Regions from separate parts of the Mus musculus genome. Here all the other regions are linked to region 3. A link is a contact called in public HiChIP or PLAC-seq data. All regions are on one chromosome and are shown on one strand. The core of a region is the stretch at or near the end of the contact, and the rest is flanking DNA. Distances in the headings are between cores, read along the strand shown.

Region 1 (2,749 bases), core at 55-2,554, 840 kb before region 3:
GGCTGGAATTTAAGCCACAATTAATTGAGCCAAAGGTAGAAACTGTCCCTAGACATGAGGGACCCTTGGGGACATTAAAATGTGCTTCTTGAATGTCAAGGATAAAGTTCTTCTAAGCTGCCGACAAATATCCATGAAAGGAATTTTAGCATTAAATAAAGTTCGACGAGTTTTTATCGATACCTTCTTAGAGCCATGTATGTGTGGGGTGGGGAAGGCCAGTAGGTAGTCCTGGCAACCTCACACTACTGAGGTAGAAGTTGTCAAGCATAACTGAGAGGCAGGGCTTCCAGAAACTTCTCTTAGAGCTCACTGACATTATTTTTAAAGGTTCTAAGAAGAATACTGGCTCAACTTTTTTCAGTCCAGACTTTTCTGAATTTTGCAATGGTCCCTCCTCTACTGCCCTCTTGCCCCTGGGGAATGTTTGCAAACATCTTTGGAATAGTCTAGGGGAGCCCCATCGGCCTGCAGGCAGCTCCACGGTGGGGGCCTGGGCTGTCAAAGCCGAAGGACACGCCCCTTTCTTTGTTCAACAGACCATGGGGCTCTGCTGCGAGGACTACAGAAGCTTCTCTTTGCTCTCTTGGTCAGAAAAGATGTTAGCTCCAGCTAGGATCTAGCTTAAAACGGGTGTCCTTCCAAATTGGGGGATTACTCAAACCTCTCAGCCTTTGAGCTAGAGGGATCCCTCGGGTCAGCAAACAAGTGTTCAGGCACGTGAGTGCCGCGTGGCTTTCGGAACACATGCAGGAGCGGGTTCCAGCAGGAGACTGATGCAGCCTGAATTGTAATCAGAGGAACACACTGGAAAACAACAGATTCGGGCCCTTTGCCTCTGGGCCGGCTTGGCAGCGTGGTGCACAGGACTCTGCTTGCCTCTGTGCTGAGCTCACCCTGCCAAGAGCCAGACTTTGTCCGAACATCCATGTGCGGGCTGAAGAGGGGAATCTGTTGACAGGACCCAGCTTCCAAGCCTGGACCTCGTGGCCATAGCTCTTCTCCAAAGTGACACGTAGCCAGGGCTGTTTACCCAGCAGAGTCAGTGCTTGGAGGCCACTTAGCTTGCCAGTGCTGTGGTAAGACGGAAATGCCTACATGGGCGTGGTGACATTTGTTTCTAGGTTGGAAAATAGCCTGGCAGTGTTCTTTGATGTCCCATGGTCCTGGACTGGCTTCAGGCCTGTCACCAGGCTTTCTGAGCCACCAGCTCTTCTGTGAGACATGCCCCCCCCCCCCCTGAGCTTAGCCTTCAGATTGGGTCATCAAGAATCTGTGGGAATCTCTGCATACCTTACCAAGTAGTCACTGTTTCTAGTCTGTCCTGAGTCACATGCATTTAAATGTCCCAGTAACGCCATGAGGGGGGAGTCCAAGGGTGCTCCTCATGTTATGTTGGGAAACTGAGCCCCAGAGAGGTGGAACTGGCTTCCAGGATTTCTGGGGTGGAGCTGGCATCTCTGCTTAGGTCTGATCTACAGAGGCCCGGCCCCAGTCACTTCATCTCTGCTTCAGAAATGGCCTCCCTCCGAGGGCCTGTTGGCGCGCTAGGGTCTCCCAGTTTCTCCTTAGGATCTTTTCTGCCAGGTGCTCCAGAGAAAGATGTGGGGAGGAGAAGTGGCCTTCTCTCTCTGGCTTGGAGGCCGCTGTCCCCTCGCTTGGGGTATCATAGAGTAGGGGCACAGAGGCTTGGAAAGGACAATTATCGAACTCACTTTGTCCTCCCAGAAGCTATGAGGGGAACAACCAAATATCTCATTTCATAGTTAGGAAACTGAGGTACAGAGAAGAATGTATGACGTTATATACTGACAAGCATCAGAGGTGAGGCCTAAACTCACAGTGGCTGGCTCTGGACATACCTGATGTACATTATGCTGTATTTTAGGTCTCAGAGGGCTGAAGATGGAAGATGTGGCCCTTTAATATGGTTCCTCGTGTTGTGGTGACCCCCCCCAACCATAAAATTATTTCTGTTGCTACTTCATAACTGTAATTTTACTACCGTGACGAATTGCAACGTAAATATCTATGTTTTCTGGTGGTCTTAGGTGACCCCCGTGAAACAGTCCATTGATCCTGAGGGGACTGAGACCCACAGGTTGAGAACCACCGCTGTAGAAGAAGCAATAAGCCCTCCCTACTCATACTATGGGAAGCCGAGTTCTATATCTACCTTTTCCTCTGCATCCAGGCCCAAGGGCAAGGTGTAAGAAGAGGAAATATTTAACTTTTTGTGTTACTCTGACCAAAAACCTGTCAAGAGGCAACCTAAGGGAGAAAGAAATTACTTTGGCTCACAGTTGTAAGGATACAGACCCAGTGCGGTGGGGAAGGCAGCTGGTCCCATTACACCACCCGCCAGGAAGCAGCTGACAGGAAGTGAGGGCAAGGCTATCAAAAATGTAAGGCTCACGGCAGCCCCTAATACTTCCTCTATCAAGACTCCACCTGAAGTGTTTCCACCATCTTCCAAAACAGCAGAGCTTGCAGGAAACCAGGTGTTCAAACACATGAGACTGTGGGGGAGATTCCACATTCAAACCACAAGGGGGAGTGTGCTGATGGGTGGTAGGGAAAAGGCACCCATTTATCTACTGGTTCCTTGGGCGCATTGCACCTGCAGTGTGTCTCACACTGTGATTGGCACAGAGGAATTTGGCTTTCATTGGACTGAACTTGAGTTTTTATCTCCATCGGAAGCCAGTTACGAAACTTCCGGGCGTCAGTGTCCTTCCCTCCCCAGGGA
Region 2 (2,705 bases), core at 24-2,523, 910 kb before region 3:
AGTACATTGTTCTTGAGCATGAGTAGAGCGTCCTTTGGCCCAGGAGAGCACGCAACAGATCAGAGCTGTGCTGAGAGTGGACGTGGGAGATAGATCATCCCTGAGTGCTTTGGATTGTAGTTAATCAGGTGTTTCAACCACTGCTTCATGCTGAATGATGAAACCGCATAAGTAAAGGGCTCAGCACAGGAGTATCTGGGACATCTTCCTGTGTTCTCCATTCCAAATATTTGATTGCTGACTAAAATTAGAAATGTATGTCACTGCTTCTCAGAATAAGCTGCTCTCTCATCTTCAAAGTCTACTATAATTTTATTTCATAATTTCACTTCATTCTTAGGAGTAGATGATTAATTGGCTGGTTCTAAAAGGCCAGCATTTGGTTCATAGGTCTAAAGCAGAGGAAGTAAATAATTTAATTATTTAGTTTGATTAATTAAATCACAGCAAACTTAGAGTCATCTCTGAACAATACTTGCTCTTTTGTAGTAAAACAGATTTACCCATGGTAGCTAACTCTGGGAAACCTTTTTGCACATTCCATCGTTCTGCAGCACTGTATTACTGACCATAGTCAGATTTTCAGGGTATTTTCATGTTTTTCCTGCCTATTAATCTGAAATTCACTTCATTTCTAACCATATAAGTATGTGAAAAAATTTTTACAGAGATGTAATATTCTTTCTTTCTTTCTTTCTTTCTTTCTTTCTTTCTTTCTTTCTTTTGGTTCAGAGACAAAAATGTCAACACTAGGACTAACTGACCACTTCAAGTGTTGCTAAAATAAACAGCCCGTGGTTCCTTGCACTTAACATACTGCAGATCATCTGCCAGTTAGCTGGGGCCTGATGAGCTCTGGATTACATTCTCCTGGAACACTGATGATTATATAAATACTTGATAAACTTTGTCTGAAGCCTTGCCACAATTAAGAGTTTGCTTATACTGCTCCCTTCTCTTGATCTCCCAAGTCTGCCAGGGAATAAAGGAAGGCAATTAGATTTGCCCAGGCTTGTTCTGCACAAAGCTTGCTGATTATTACTCTGTAGGTGGCGACAAGTGGGTTTTGTGATCATTTTTTAAGTGCCCAAGTAAATTTTGAAAGTCTTTAATTTGCAGCCCTTCTCTTTCCTTCCCTTTTCTTGTCAAATAAAGCCTGATGGGGCGTTCCCTTCTCAGGCCTCAGCACCTCTCTTCTCTGACTTCAGCGGCTCGCTCAGTGGGCATTTCTATCTGTGCTTTCACACTGGAGTGGGCGTCTTCAGGACAGTTTATGGAAATGCTCCAGGCTAGCCATTCCCTTCTACTGTTCCAGTCTCTCCTACTCCCTTCTCCTACTGCTGCCTGGGCTGTTTGTGTCCTTCACTTTACGCTAAATGGAGGCCATGCTAATGACAGCCTTTTTCATGCAGCCAGTCATGTAATGCCTTCTTTTGATAAAGGGACGTGTTTCTTTCAGTTAATTTTTTCACATGCTTTTCCTTTTCTTTTGATATTTTCAGATGCCAGGATCATGGGAAGTATGCTACTTAAAAATAAGAACTGGGTTTTGGCCTCATTTCTTCCTGATAATTGAGCCTTAGCGAGTCATGCAGGTCCCCTGTCCCAGAGGGGAGCACTTGAAAGGCCCCTTTGACCTGTATTCTCTGTGTTTCATATGCTTTATAGTTTCACTGTTTCTGTGTGCTTCTTTGTTTCCATGTTTTACCACCAGAATTGACACACACATGCACACATGCACACATATACATGCTCAGGTGAGACTTAGAAGTTAGGGGACTTTTGTTAGCAAGCATTGAACACTAGACATATTTCAAAATTGTGACTTTACAAAGATGGCACAGTGTCTGTATTATATGTTTTATAACACCAAAAGCAAACACATTAGCACTCATGTTCCTTGGGCAAAGTATGTAACAAGTCACATGAAGTGAACAGTAGAAGCCTCATGTCGGGTTAGGTTTGCTAACAAAAATGAATTTTGACACAAACTTTACAATAAAAACTATTTTCAGAACTTTTGATTTTGGACTTGTGAATTATAGGGCGGTCATATTTTTCTATTGTTTAGGGATAATTTTTCTGATTTGTTTCCTATCTTAATGAACAATTTGAGTTCTAGTAAATAATTTTCCTGATTCCTTTGTTTTTCCTTGGAATTCACAACCAGTTTTTTTCATCCATGGCTGCTTTGCATTTACGTCTTCCCTAACTCAGAACCATGCTACTTTCCTAGGAAGTCCTGGCAAAGTTTGGATAAGTTTATCCTTGGCATTGCTCATGGAGAACCTCAGCCAACCCAAGCCTGCCTGCTTTGCAGTTGAATTCTTTCTTGGGCGTAGTGTTAATCAGCCTTCAGTTTATAATTTGTTGATCCTCATTTTTTTGCCTTGTGTAATTTTGTTGCTATATTCAGATGATGCCACAAGATGGTGCCCAAATAGCAAGGAATTTCTCTCTCACATTCCCAGCCAACTTCCTTCCCCTTAACAGTACAGTCAAGTGTAGTTTAGAGATTTTTTTTTAAGTGATGTTCATGATTTGGAAGATAGGTTGAGATAGCAAGTGTTAAAACTCACCTTGATTTCTGTAATCTACCTGGTTCATGACTTGAAGACTCTTTTGTAGACATTGTCAGTCTGGAATAAGAACTCTTAAAAAGAATCATTTAAGGCTTATAATATGTATTTCTGGTATTAAGGTGA
Region 3 (2,701 bases), core at 44-2,543:
TCTCAAAGGCGCTGATGCCTTTGGACAACTTGATTGAAGTTTTGGCAAGTTGGAGTTTTCTGTTTGCCCACCTCTGAAGTCTACCATGCACCCACATCTGAGAGCTCTTGCAGTGTCCCCCAAACATCCACAGAACCCCAGACACAGTACAGGACACGCTAACCAATTTGTCCCACTTCATCTTTTTTTTTTTTCTTTAAAATACTAAAAACTTTTTTAGCATGTTGGTACTGGCATTGAGACTTAAAGTTGTTTCCTTAATTTAAATAGTTTTGGCACTCCCCCTAGAAGAAAAATTAGAAATTTTTCTAATAAATAAATTTTTATAAAATAAATTTAAAAATAAAAAACTAGAAGAAAAATTCTCTTTCCCTAACAAGAAAAGTATGCCCTAGTAAGAGTTTACTGGGGAGCCAGTCAGTGGTGGCGCACACCTTTAATCCCAGCACGGGAGGCAGAGGCAGGCAGATTTCTGAGTTTAAGGCCAGCCTGGTTTACAGAGTGAGTTCCAGGACAGTCAGGGATACACAGAGAGACCCTGTCTCAAAAAAAAAAAAAAAAAAAAAAAAGGTGGGGGGTGGTTACTGGGTAGGACATTTTGGAGGGCCACATTGATCAAAATTGTTTTTTAAGATTTATTTATGTGTATGCCTTAGCATATGTAGGTACCCCTGGAAGCCAGAAGAGGGCGTCAGATCCCCTTGATCTGGAATTCCGGGCAGTTGTGGTTTCATGTGGGTGCTAGAAACAGAACCCCAGTCCTCTGCAAGAGCAACAAGCAATGCTCTTTTGCTCACAACAACCAAGTCTGTCCCCATCAGAGGTACTGGAGTCTGATGGCTTAAGCCACCCCTAGGGAGAATGCAAGAAACTCTTCCAGGGAAGGCAGCATCCTAGAGCTGAAAGAACAAACCTCAATAAAGGATACAAATGGAAACAAGCTGCAAGCTAACGTCTAATAACCTTTACCTCGTCCACACCCAGCAGCCTGGGGCACCTACAGAGAGTCAGCCCAGCCAGATGGTAGGATCTGCAAGGGCGGAGGGCTTTGCAAAGGAAAGCCAGACCAGGGATAACCACCGTTCCTCTCCGAAGGCAGGAAGCCAGACTGTTTCAGTACCAACAGACTGATTCAAAGAAAGGAATGAGGAATGACGGCAGAATGACAGCAACAGTCCAAATTCTGGCTCAAGGTCAAAGGTCTTTTTTTAAACTAAAAGGCCCTACTAACAGAACAGGGTGTCTTGGTAAGCTTGGAAAGAATTCCGTACCACACCCAGAGGAAAGGGGGTGAGTCAGAGACAACAGGAAGCAAGCAGACTGTTTCACTGCGGTAGCCAGGCTAGACCTGGTGACTTCTGGAGCCGACCATCTTTAAAAATCGTGGGATTTTTATACCTCAAGGGAGTCCTGGGAAATTCTGAAAAGCTACTCTTAAATATTTTGAAAAGTGGTTACTCTGTTGCTTAAAGTAAGGCATAGCCCTACCAATTTTTCCAGACCCACCCTTTTCCCAGAGTTCAGGGACTCTGGAACTTGTGATGTTTAAGCAGCTGTAATGTTTTCAATACACTAGGGACATAGCAGCTCCAGCGGTGACGGAAAGAGCTGGTATTCTAGAATCCCTCTAAATGATATCATCCTAGTTTCTTAAGAAAATGGCTGGTGTCTGAACGATAAACCTACAAAAGCAACATGGACTTACAGCCTGGATCCTACTTGAACTTCCAGTTTCATGAACACATTTTGTTTTTTCCTTTACCTTTGCCATCAGTGAACCCCTCTAAAGACTTCATTCTAAACTGTGGGTGGCAACTCATGAATGGATCACAAACTCCATTTCACTTGTCTTGATCAGCAGTTTTATTTTTTAAATAAAACAGAACAGACTAAGAAAATATCACAATGTGCCACATATCACAAGAGCAAATACCGTTTAGTGGAACTTTCATTTCAGTCAAATACGTAAATCCATTTGTATGTCATGATATAAATATTGGCCACAGTTGCCTTAAAAAAACTAATGTTCCAGACCAGGGACACAACCGTGCGGGGAGATCAGGGTGACGAGAGACAGAGATGGGTGGCGATGATGAGTTTTAATGCCCCAGCCAACACCCACAGTCACATCCGGCTCCTCAGACCAACTTGATCTTTGAGACTAGACTTTTGTACAGTCAGGCAACACGCAGAAGCCCAAGGCTCCGTGGGCATCACTCCTGCAGAATGCTAGAGAGGAAGGCAAGGTGATTACATCTCATAGCCAAAGTTCTTTTTATTCTTAAATAACTTTAATCTACTCTGGTTTCCAACAGGCTCTAACCCCAGAGCCCCCGGGGCTCATTTCAAGAAACGTCTTCTCATGTGGGGGGTCAGCTAAACAGCAGCTGCTTCCCCTCGGTCATCTCTAATAAAGGACGTGTACAGCTAGGTACAGCTAGGTTTGCGCAGGCAGGAAAGGTGTGACAAGAACTGCTTTGGTGGCGTGAACTACGAGGTGTTTCTTCACTGGATTTTGGTGACGGCTTCATGGATGGAGGTAGCGACGTAATCTAGGTTCTTGGTGGTCAAGCCGCACATGTTGATCCGACCACTCGGCAGGAGATAGATATGCTTCTCGTTGACCAAATACTCGACCTGCTTGGCTGTAGAGAAGACAGGAGGGCAAGACACTGACTTAAGCAGTGGACACTCAGAGATC
Region 4 (2,700 bases), core at 93-2,592, 640 kb before region 3:
AACCTTTAGCTACAAATTACAGAAGAGCAAACTAACAAATGAATGATCATTCAGGAAGCAGTAGAGTATGTTTGAAGAACCACAAATGCAGTGCAGTTTCTATATCCAAAAGTCCACATCTGTGACTTCAATGAACTACAAATTGAAAATATTTGAGAAAGAGTTACCTGCACTATAAATATTTTTCTTCTCATTATTCACTAAACTACAGAATAATGACTGTTTGCAGAGTCTACAGTAGATGTAGACTTACAGGTGATGTAAGTATGCAGGAGGGTGTGTGCATGTAATACGCAAACACTGTGTTATTGAACATGGGAGATTTGAAACATCTGTGGAGTTTGGTATCTGTGTAGAGTCCTGGAACCACAATGGCCCTGGGAATGGGGGATGCTTCTATCTCATGATTAAAGCACAGAGGAAAGTCACAGAGAGGGTGGGAATGGAGAAGGGCCAAAGGACAGTGCTGACGAGGTGTTCAGGGACCATCACACTGTGGGTCAAGTTTGATCTATACTGGGAAATAGGAGAGGCCCTGATATGTTCTATAATCCATAAACCAGAGAGGGTTAGGCACAGAAGAATTAGACTGGGGTGGGGCATATGTATATCCCTGGGAAGGAGGAAAAGAATAGATTTTATGGGTGGTTTGGGGGTGGGTGAGGATGAGAATGAGAGGATAAGGTGGGGAGGGGGAGGGGAATAGGGTTGAGGAAGGAAATGCAGTGAGAGACAGCTAGAATTGAGGGGCATTTGAGGGATGATATGAAAACCCAGTGTAGTGAAAACTTCCTAAAGTATACGAAGGGAATTCTAATGAGGTCTCCTAATGTGGGACACAGTCCCAACTGACCATTTCTTATCACCAAATGAGGCTTCCAATAGCAGGGCTGGGTTGCATTTAATTGAGTTGTTGGCCAATGGGGTCATGGAAATCCCCAAACAATCCAGGCTGTTGCTAAGACAACAGGTTGTTTTCCAGAAATTTACAGCAGGGCCCCATTGCTGCAGACCACACTCACACAACTCACTGAACATGGAAAATTCCAGCGGATGCCTCCATGAAGCTTTCACCTCTCTGTTCTAGTTCCTGGGTACAGGAAGATATTCTGAACACAACCAAGGAAGAAATATGAACACCAAACCCAGCCACAAGACCTTTGACCTACAATGTGTTCTTCCTATGAGATGTGCTAGGATAATGGTGGCACAGAACTTATAGGAGTAGCCAACCAATGTCTCATCTGACTTAAGACCCACTCCATGGGGAACCCATGCCCAACTCTGCTAGCATGACCAAGACCCAGAGATGACATCACCCAGAGTCCTAGGGTAAAACCAAACAACTACTCTTTTAAAAAAGAATCAATAAAATGACTCATACTCCTTTTCTGCTGTACTCATAGATCAGTGCCTTATTCAGTCATCATCAGAGAAGCGTTCTCCTACAGCAGACAGGAACAGATGCAGAGCCCACAATCAGGCAATTTATGTGGACACACACACACACACACACACACACACACACTTTGGAACACATGGCTCTAGATGGACTGTCTCCATCAGATCCCTTCCCTTAGATCTCAGGGAATCCCACAAAAGAGGAGGTGTTGAGTGTAAAAGCCAGAGGGGATGGAGGACACCAGGAGAACAGAGCCCTCGGAATCAACTAGCAGGGCTCACTGAAGTCACAGAGACTGAAGCAGCGAGCACAGGTTCTGCATGGGTCTGCACCAGGCCCTCTGCATATACACTGTAACTTTCAGCTTGGTGTTTGTATGGGACTGCTGACTGTGTGAACAAGGGGTCTTCGACTGATTCTGTGACTGCTTTTGAGGATCTTTCCTGTCTGCTGGGTTCCCTTGTCTGGCCTCCATGTGTTGATGTTTGCTCTCTTCTATTTTGTCAAAATAGCTTTGACTTCTCATTTTGTAGCATAGTACTTCATTATAATTCTTCATAAGTGTCATTTGAATAAACTGCCATACAATATCTTTATTATTTAGACAGCCTTTTGGTTTTGAAATTTGGAAAGATTCTAAGCAAATACTGTACAGTGTCCTTCTGTTGAACCCTATATAAAATTACCCTCCTTCCCTCTACCCCATGGCTACACTTGCTAGATCATTTCCAAGTTAATCATCCCAGACTCTATTATCATGGCATCCATATGGATTTACCTTCTTCCTACATAAAAGTACATGGTTTACTGATCCCTAAAAGAAAAGAATACTTTCTTTTTTCTGAGATTCACACTAACTAAAGTCACTGACTCCATACCACTAGGTATGTGGCCTTAAAATCTTTATCACTAAGAAACTCTAGTAAATTTTAATCACTAGACAAATTTTTCATGCACTTATCTAGTGCAAAAATCATGAAAGAAAGAGGAACACAAGGACCAACACAGTGATAGCTTACACCTGGTGAATAAGTAGGAGAGGCTAGATAGGAGTGATGATGAAGGTGCCATGAACCTGAGGAGACACATGGTTAGGAGGGACCACTGAATTCCATTTTGAGATATGTTGAGTTTTAGATACCATAGGATATCACACTATTGTAAATGGGTAGTTAGGAAGCTCTGTTTTGCCAACTGAACAAATTCCTTAGCTTTTATTTTAAAATAAAATAATGTTAATAATACCAAGTTAAAGACGTCTCTCTTTTTTGTCCTCTGACTTCCTTTTTTATCGGATA
Region 5 (2,700 bases), core at 130-2,629, 610 kb before region 3:
GATGTGTTTCTGTTTCTCTAATATCTTTTCCTCCTGTGTTCACTCTTTGATCCTCTTAGCACCACCAGCTACTGTCACCCTCAATGACAATCTTCTGAGACCTGAATACACTGTATAGCACTGCCCCACCCTAAGGGCCTCAGCTGTGGCCGCTCCTTTGTCCATCTACACCAGCATTTCCTTAATAATTACTTAAATGTTTACTTTATATCATATTACATAAAAATTAAATGTAATCTTTCACAACTAGAAAACAATGGTTTATATGATGGATACACTGTCCAGTTGTAGCAGGCATATGCTGTCCTCGATCTGGAGAGTGGGGACTGGCCGAGTACCAAGGACACAGGCCATCACACTGAAACTTCCTTCTGATCTCACAAGAACAAGGAGGAGGGTGCAGTTGTTCTGGTGGCGTCAACAGCCCATATTGTCCTGCTTGCAGACACAGCACACCCTGTTTGCTCTCTCTCCATATTAGTTATACCCATCTTAACTTGGGGAACACTGGTGCACAGAATGGTACCAGGCTTTGGCGCCAGAGTGTTCTGGGCTTGCCACTTCTAACTGTGCCCTCAGGACAGGTATTATCCTCTGTGGCTCCCCTCTCTGCTTCTTTTTTGGGGGGTGGGGTGGGAGTTGGGTTTGTTTGTTTGTTTGTTTGTTTGTTTGTTTGAGACAGGGTTTCTCTGTATAGCCTTGGCTGTTGTAGAACTCACTCAGTAGACCAAGCTGGCCTCGAACTCAGAAATCTACCTGCCTCCGCCTCCCGAGTGCTGGGATTAAAGGCGTGCGCCACCACCGACTGACCCTCTCTGCTTCTTAAGTAAATGAGATCTTCATCAGTGGCATAGGATGTGAGAAGATGAGAGATGCTATATTTATAAAATGGACAGCACAGGATAAGAATTAAGGACTACCTTGTATTATCTCTAACACTACCATTTTTGAGGCACAGATCAAACACTAACCTCTCTCCGAGAGCACCAGTTTCTGCCATGACCTTTCACAGTGCTGTGGCCAAGTTCTCACGGTGATCATCCTGCTTGCGTTTGTCTCTGTCATTGTTTGAAGAAGACAGATTCTTCCCAGCCCAGAAAAGCAGACATTGATGGAAATCCTACTTACTATGCTCAAAGTGTGTGAACCTCACCACAGTTTGTAAGAAGTTTGTACATTTAGTTCAGAAGAGACTGAGTTCTCAGGCGGATCAGGCCACACCATCAGAAGACTTACTCACACAAGCTGAAGACAGCACGGGTATATTTTTCCACTTGGTAAATTAAGAGACACTTAAGGACAGAGAATTTTCCACTACGTCCTTGTCCCTAGCATGTCTGTGTCTCCCACAGCTGTTCCTTCCTACCCCTCTTAATAAAATTCAAATTGCCTAAACAATGGCTGTTAACTCTTGAGCACAGTTCCTCCCTCTTCTGAGAACTGCCTTGTCCAAGGATTCCCGAAATCAACTGAACTTCCGCTAACCTCTCTTGTCTAAGTTCAGAAACAGCTTCTGACCTTCTGGAGTCAGAACGCTCCTTCTGAACCTTCTCTTTGTCTGCATTTTTGAAAGAAGACATATGCTAATGTGCTCTGGATGATTTTCTGCTCTGTAGAAGGCAATAAAGTGTGATAAAAGTATATTTTGGGATCTTAAGTAAGAAATTAAAGGTAAAACAGTTTAATTACGAATGTTTCACTGAAATGAGAGAATACACGAAGTGACCGGCGTGTCACTCTTTCTCTACAGCATGCTCAGCTGTATTCTCTAGGGATCTTGCTGTCCCTCAGCTCCTTATATCTCTCTAATTAGATATCTGAGCTTATGCTAAAGTCGGAGGCCCCTTGAAAAGATCAGTCCTCCACTTCGAGTTTCAAGTTAGCTTTAAAAAATCTTTCATAAGGCAACGGTCTTAAAAATATTTTGTTATATGTCTACTCCTAAAACTGTTCTTAATTTAACAACACTTTGGGGTATGAACACAGAAGTTCATTAGAAACCACACTGTAGAGAAGACAGTACATGACATGATATATATATATATAGGGAAGGTTTGCAGGAAACTAGACCTGGACCACAGGAAAGATACTCAGTATTCACTCCCTAGTTGGTGGGCAATGGAAAAAGAACAAAGCACTGTTGGAAGACTTCCCAGGCCAACTCAGGGCAGCTGTGGGGCCAGGGATCAGTGGCACTTTGAGTGCAAAAGGAGGCACATTCAGCATGCCTAGCTTGACACTGCTTTTGTCTGACCTCAGATTTCCATGGTCTGTAAGGTCACAAGGAACTTCCATGTTCTAGAATAATTTTGGTGACAGAATTAAACTATGAAGTCTCAGGGTTTGGGGAGCAGAGGCTATGTCAGTTCTAAGAGCAGGTGCCAGTATGAAGGAAAACCAAAAACTCCGGAGAAGTGGATGTTGCTGAATGAGGGTCAATTAGTAATCAAATGTTAGCAGACAGGCCACCAGTGCTAGCATGTGGCATAAACATCTCTGTCCCCAGATGCTGGTCCAGCACAGCTTGGGCCTGAAACCTGACTGGGATGGTAAAGGAATAGAGAAGGGCAGACACATAGGCACACAGACAGCAAGGCTGGGCTGGTTGGTGGGTGTGAGCTCTGACGGAACAAGAACAAATATATGGCCACCAGGTACCACAAGTCTGTTATGCACAGGATGGTGGTGGGGGCAGGGTGG

What was found. HiChIP or PLAC-seq counts read pairs in DNA pulled down with a chosen protein or histone mark.
Region 1: a contact with region 3 is called in a FOXA1 HiChIP or PLAC-seq map of pancreatic cancer cells. The contact joins two enhancer-like sites. A contact is called at or near these places in 2 of 484 Hi-C or Micro-C datasets (the N1E-115 cell line and bone marrow-derived macrophages), 2 of 115 datasets of contacts at active chromatin or transcription factors (embryonic stem cells and pancreatic cancer cells) and 1 of 9 other capture datasets (embryonic stem cells).
Region 2: a contact with region 3 is called in an H3K27ac HiChIP or PLAC-seq map of embryonic stem cells, with 3 times the contacts expected there. The contact joins two enhancer-like sites. A contact is called at or near these places in 2 of 115 datasets of contacts at active chromatin or transcription factors (embryonic stem cells and hepatocytes) and 1 of 9 other capture datasets (embryonic stem cells).
Region 4: a contact with region 3 is called in a FOXA1 HiChIP or PLAC-seq map of pancreatic cancer cells. The contact joins two enhancer-like sites.
Region 5: a contact with region 3 is called in an H3K27ac HiChIP or PLAC-seq map of embryonic stem cells, with 3 times the contacts expected there. The contact joins two enhancer-like sites. A contact is called at or near these places in 1 of 484 Hi-C or Micro-C datasets (the N1E-115 cell line), 5 of 115 datasets of contacts at active chromatin or transcription factors (astrocytes and embryonic stem cells) and 1 of 9 other capture datasets (embryonic stem cells).

The regions. Positions count from the first base shown.
Region 1 is chr19:42,659,052-42,661,800 of GRCm38.p6, forward strand. No RefSeq gene overlaps it. Among named protein-coding and RNA genes, the nearest start is that of Gm25216, 39 kb to the right of the region's middle. Within about 2 kb of position 1,305, at least 109 of the 459 cell types and tissues checked have an H3K27ac peak or open chromatin away from gene starts, as enhancers often do. A contact at or near this core is called in pancreatic cancer cells, where this site is marked.
Region 2 is chr19:42,587,003-42,589,707 of GRCm38.p6, forward strand. All of the region lies in intron 6 of R3hcc1l (R3H domain and coiled-coil containing 1 like), which reads left to right. Among named protein-coding and RNA genes, the nearest start is that of Loxl4, 24 kb to the right of the region's middle. Within about 2 kb of position 1,274, at least 15 of the 459 cell types and tissues checked have an H3K27ac peak or open chromatin away from gene starts, as enhancers often do. A contact at or near this core is called in embryonic stem cells, where this site is marked.
Region 3 is chr19:43,497,913-43,500,613 of GRCm38.p6, forward strand. Got1 (glutamic-oxaloacetic transaminase 1, soluble) reads right to left here. Exons shown (of 9, transcript NM_010324.2): 9 at 1,840-2,645. The coding sequence ends at 2,506. Among named protein-coding and RNA genes, the nearest start is that of Got1, 25 kb to the right of the region's middle. Within about 2 kb of position 1,294, at least 88 of the 459 cell types and tissues checked have an H3K27ac peak or open chromatin away from gene starts, as enhancers often do. A contact at or near this core is called in embryonic stem cells and pancreatic cancer cells, where this site is marked.
Region 4 is chr19:42,858,884-42,861,583 of GRCm38.p6, forward strand. The region is part of intron 9 of Hpse2 (heparanase 2); the gene reads right to left. Among named protein-coding and RNA genes, the nearest start is that of Hps1, 80 kb to the left of the region's middle. Within about 2 kb of position 1,343, at least 6 of the 459 cell types and tissues checked have an H3K27ac peak or open chromatin away from gene starts, as enhancers often do. A contact at or near this core is called in pancreatic cancer cells, where this site is marked.
Region 5 is chr19:42,890,387-42,893,086 of GRCm38.p6, forward strand. The region is part of intron 9 of Hpse2 (heparanase 2); the gene reads right to left. Among named protein-coding and RNA genes, the nearest start is that of Hps1, 110 kb to the left of the region's middle. Within about 2 kb of position 1,380, at least 8 of the 459 cell types and tissues checked have an H3K27ac peak or open chromatin away from gene starts, as enhancers often do. A contact at or near this core is called in embryonic stem cells, where this site is marked.